Regions from separate parts of the Dromaius novaehollandiae genome. Here region 2 is linked to region 1. A link is a contact called in public Hi-C data. All regions are on one chromosome and are shown on one strand. The core of a region is the stretch at or near the end of the contact, and the rest is flanking DNA. Distances in the headings are between cores, read along the strand shown. Region 1 overlaps LIMCH1 (LIM and calponin homology domains 1). Region 2 has its middle 9.3 kb from the start of UCHL1.

Evidence for each region. Hi-C and Micro-C count contacts between places; a contact is called where the count stands out from the background.
Region 2: a contact with region 1 is called in a Hi-C map of brain, with 9 times the contacts expected there. The contact joins two enhancer-like sites. A contact is called at or near these places in 3 of 4 Hi-C or Micro-C datasets (brain, liver and ovary).

The regions. Positions count from the first base shown.
Region 1 is chr4:61,973,013-61,975,631 of bDroNov1.hap1, reverse strand. LIMCH1 (LIM and calponin homology domains 1) reads left to right here. Exons shown (of 34, transcript XM_064511217.1): 21 at 1,113-1,206; 22 at 2,361-2,533. Among named protein-coding and RNA genes, the nearest start is that of PHOX2B, 47 kb to the right of the region's middle. Within about 2 kb of position 1,326, at least 1 of the 2 cell types and tissues checked has open chromatin away from gene starts, as enhancers often do.
Region 2 is chr4:62,152,127-62,154,745 of bDroNov1.hap1, reverse strand. No RefSeq gene overlaps it. Among named protein-coding and RNA genes, the nearest start is that of UCHL1, 9.3 kb to the left of the region's middle. Within about 2 kb of position 1,320, at least 1 of the 2 cell types and tissues checked has open chromatin away from gene starts, as enhancers often do.

The DNA of each region.
Region 1 (2,619 bases), core at 77-2,576:
TTGGCACGTGTGACTCATGGAGGTGAGGTGTGCTTCCTGCCTGCTTGCTCTCCATATGGGGCGCTCGCAGGCAGGCGTGTTGGAGAGGAGGTCCTCAAACTTTCCATGCTGCCCTTTCAAAGTGTGCATTTTACTTTGTGCAGCTGGAGACCCGCTCACAGGCAGGAGGTGCAGGTATGAGCCCTGCCCCCAGAAAAGATGGTGGGAGCATCTGGGAGGAAATTTCATCAGATTTTCTCTTGCAGCTGTTAATCAGATGGGCAGAGAAACAGTGAGTCTACAATAGACCACTTCTGAAATGTGTTACTTTTTATTTCTAAAAGTGGTCTTTTTTTTTTTCTGTTGAATGCATCAAATTCTAGGTCTTTCGTGTGTTAGAAGCACTGTGCAATAGCTGATTGGTTTGCTGCAGCTTTTCTTGCTTTGCCTACTGGGAAAGCTGCTGTAAGTGCAAGCTGTTAAAGAGATCTGCTGAAGTGCTACTGTTTTTTGATGGTGTGGATTTAGTTCTGCAACAGGCTTGTCCTGGGTCAGGAAGCTGTCTTCACAAGTGATTTGAATTGTTGGCTTGATAAGGTCTCACCATATTTTTTCAGTCCTCTCTTAATAATGTTTCAAGTATTCATTACCTTTGATAGGAACTCTGGCTTTTTCCTTCAGATAACAGATTGTTTAGGCAGCCATGGAATAAAGGAAGTATTTAATTATTTTGTCACTTTTAAAACCTTAGAAGATGCTGTGTATTCACTAATACATACGTCGTTATGTTATTCTGGAAGAGAGAAATAAGGGTGAAAGGTATGCTTATCTTCAGCTAACACAATTCAAGATATCCTACTATTTTTGTAAACTTGCATGGGCTATTCCAAAACAACTGTGTAATGGGTGTTGATGAACCTTTAGGAAAGGACGTTAAAGCCCAGTGACTCCACACCAGATAGCACATACTGCTTATGAATTTACTTCCCAGTGCTCTGCTCCCTACTGAGCTCAATCAGATACATTTTGGTTCAAATACATTACAAAGAAGCGGCAAGCACTGCCTTAAGGAATCAACACATACTTTTATTTCCACTGTAGTCGTCGTGTTTCAACCACATTATTGTCTGCAGGCCTCTTCAGTGGAAGAAGATACAGCAGCCAGCCAACAGGTTGGGGCCGGCCCTGGAAGTGCAGGAGCTGTGAGCCTGGCGTGTGCTTCCCTGGGTGAGTTGCTGCTGTCCAGGGCAAGCCCTGGCCCTGGCCCTGGCCCTGGCCTTGGCCCACCAGCGGGCTGGGGTTTTGGGCCATCCTGCCGCAGGAGCTCGATAAGCGTGTCTGTAGCGGCACCGCGAGGGTTTGTTAGGAAATGCAGAGTATGTCAAAAATTGCACGTTTAACTGCGCATTGCTCTGGATGCGCGTTGTCTGCTTTGTTGTTCGTGTACCTGAATAGCTGCTGCTATAGTGTGCTGTAACCAGAAAGCAATCAGGGCAGAAACCACCAGTCAGTAACAGCTTGTGTTTAGCATATTTTTTTCAAGACATTAAAGAATGAGGTACTTCAGTCCTCCTCCTAGGGTTTTGCATTTGGGAGTGAATTAAATCAACAGTATTGTACGCGCTCTTGATTTTCCACTTTAAAGCCTTCATGCATGAATCCTAATCAGAAGAAAGCAATTTACTTGTAAAATTGTCCTTCTCTATTACATTTGAGTCTACTTTCCCCAGTAGCGGTGTCTCTAAAACATTACCCTTCAGCATGCATTTAATCTGCTGCCTACTATCATACTAAATTCATGTTCTTTTTTTTTTTTGTTATTCATTTTTTAAAATTGGCCTATCGTAGTTTATTGTGGTATGCGTAAGTAAAAGGTAAAATTTGAAGCAGATATTTACAAGAAATCTCTGCCTGTAATTGGTATAAAAATGTATTGCTCCACTCATCAAGCATGAAGTTACTTAAACAATTGAGCTTTCCCATCAAATATTTAACATAGTACCATCACCCCATTAGTAGAAGCACCTCCAGCCTTTTCTTGAGGTGCTGCAGGTCTCTAAAGCACACAGACTGTTAGCAAGGGCTCATCAGCTGGCTTAAATACTCTGGTGGCTCACAGGTGGAAACAGGCCAGCCTTTCTGGTGGATAAATCATTGTATAGCAGCATGGAGGTTAACAGTCTTGAATTGCACCTGATGGGTAATACAGAAGTCCTGGCTTCTCTGAGATTAATTTGCCTGTGTTGAAAGATTATTTTTAAAAGCACCTGGATCATGGGCTTATGGTATATCCAGTAAGAAATTAGATTGTAAGGAGGGCTACATTTTATTTGAAGAAATATCTTAGCTTTGCAACTTTGTCTCGTGTATGTGTGGAGTAGTTTCAGATCAAAAGCAGTTCAGGTCAACTGCAGCTTGTGCCAGCCCTGTTGTGACCAGCTTAGTGTTACCTGCTAGCCCTGTCCCTTTGGAGGAAGCTGCTTCCAGCGAGAAAGACGTGAAGAAACCTGAAAAGGAACAGCAGAAGGAAGCACAGCTCCCTGCTACGCAGGAGGTATGTCAGGGCAAGGAGACGGAGCAGAAAACAAGACAAAACAGAGGAAGAAAGGTCTCGCAGGCAAATGTTCACTGCACAGACAA
Region 2 (2,619 bases), core at 71-2,570, 180 kb before region 1:
GAATTGAATGAGAACAAATGAGACCTTGGAAAAAATGCAGCCAGCTATGAACACTGAAAGCTGAGAAATATCATTAAAATTCTTTAGTGACTGAAGGAATTAAAATACCACTTGCATTTTGTCATTTTTAAAATTCTTGCACATGGTGATACTACATTATAGGGAGTGGTTGACGCACCACATGTTTCAAACCCAAGGGACCTTGATACATTAGATGCCTGGGCTGAGAGAAACTGTGCAGGGCTCAGTAGGGCAAGGTGCAGCACCTGCCTGAGGCCACCGCCTGTACCTGCATGGGCTGCGAGGAGGTGATGGGCTGAGTTGCAGCCCTGCTCACCAGGCCCTGGGGATTACGGTGGGTGCCAAGTTGAATATAAGCCAACATGTTGTGTGCTCTCCTTACAGGTAAGGCAAATGGCATACCAAACTGTTAGGATGAATGTGGCCAGCAGATAAAGGGAAATCACTATTCCTCCCTATCTGGCCCTGGTGAGGCTGCACCTGGAATAGCATGTCCAGTTCTGGGCTCTCCAGTGCAGCAAGGATGTGGAGAAGACACCTCTGGGAGATGTCCTTCAGGAGAGGACCTGGTGAGGGTCCATCAGAAGGCTTACCAGGGCAGTTGGAAGCCTAGAGGACATGGCCCACAAGGAGAGACTGAGGGAGCTGGGCTTGTTTAGTCTGGCAAAGAGGGGGCTGGGGAGGATCTCATTGCAGCCTACAGCAACTTGAAGGGCAGTTGCAAAGATGGTGAAGCAACTTTTTCCTGGTAGCAGCAGGTGGTATAAGCAAAGGGCAATAGCCATGAATTGCAGCTCGGAAGGTTCAGTTTGGGATGTTTCGAAACTAGGAGAGTACTTATTCACTAGGTAGTGTAGTACTGGAACAAGTCACCAGAAAAATGGGGGCATCACCATCCTTGGAAATTTGCAAGGTTCAGCTAGACAAAACCACAGCTGACCTGATAGAGTATGGACAGTAGTTCCACCTTGAGTAGGAGGTCAGGCGAGATGGTCTCCAGAGGTCCCTGCCAACACACACATTTTTGTGATAAATACTAGATGATCGCTAGCTATTTTTAAATATTGCAATTTATTGCTTTTGCATATGCTGGGGAGGGGGCTAGATTTAACAATCAATAGTCGTTAAACTGCCCCAGGTTACCTGTTGTTCTACGAAAAATTTGAAATGCTGTCAGTGTTCAGCCTTGGGAAGTGAATATTGTGCTGCAGGAAGAGGAGCTCATCAGAAGGCTCCTCTTGGTCCCACACGTGGGGGAGCTGTTTCCTGCAGGACGAGCTGGAGGCCGAAGGCTGGTGCTGCTGACTGCTGTTTTTCCACTCACACTGGAGCGGAAGAACAAGAACAGAACAGCAGCCTGTGCATCTAGGAGGAGGCTGCAGGTTTTGTTGCAGGTGGGAGGGCTGTCTCTTCACGAAGGCACTTCTAGCTTGGAGGGGAAGAAGAGCTGGGGACAGTAGAGGAAAAAGGAATCTATGCAGGGGGCAGATCTGAGGGAGCTCTTCCAAGGTCAATGGATCAGAAGCATAAGTAAGGTGAGTCCTCCCTGAGGATGAGTGTAACAGCCCCGAAGATGACAGGATACAGGAAGAAGAGCAGAAAGTGCTGAGAAAATGGGAAAAGGAGAGCATTCCTGCTAATCTTTCCAGGCTCATCTTTCCAGCAGCATCAGCTTCCATGAATAACATAAACAGTTTAATGAAGTTTCCCGGTTCTTTAAAGAATTGCCATGCATCAGATGTATGTAGTTCTAGATGAAATCCAATGCATGAGTAAATACATAATGAGCAGCTTAGAACTGATTTGAAAATTTCTTCTGTACTTGTTGCTTTACATGCGTTTCAGATGTGGTTAGCTGTCATTGCAAGGTCTGCAGCAAGATATAAAAAATTCAGAGATCTGCATGACTTTGGAGGAACAAGAGTGGGCGGAAAATATTTCAGTGGGTTTAACGTTTCAAGTGCTGTACCACAAAAAACAAGACAGGCAATTCTATTGCATAGGATCATTCAGCATCACACTGAGAAAGGTGGGGCACTATTACTTGCAGCACTATAGCCAGACTGAATTGCATTTGCTTTTCAAGTCTTTGTACAGGTACACGTTAAGATCTTATTAGAATAGCTTGCAGTCTTAATGTATGCAGAGTGGGAGAAATGCAGGTTTACTAGCCCCACTTTGCAAGTAAGGAACTGAGATGTAGATTCAGTGACCTGCCTGAGGTGATGCATGAAATTGATGGCAGAGTTGGAATTAAAGCTAACTTTATAACTACATGTTTTTTTGCAGGCTGAGTTTAATATTTACACTAGTTTGGCTTTGGGTCTGAGTTAATATACCCTACCTCTTAGCATGGCTTATTAGCTAAGGCTCAGTGTTAGACTAACCAAAGCTTGATTAACTTGGAGAACAGTCAGGTGATCTCATGTCTGTCTGCAGAAGAGTGCCTGTATTGACATACAATCCCTTGAGTCCTCTTATAATGCCTCAAGATATTTCGCTGGTAGACTTCTGTTGCATCGTGATTCAAGAAATACTACTCTCTCCCTCCTTTCCTCCCCACTCCGATCCCACAAAAAAAGTTCAGCAATGCAGGGA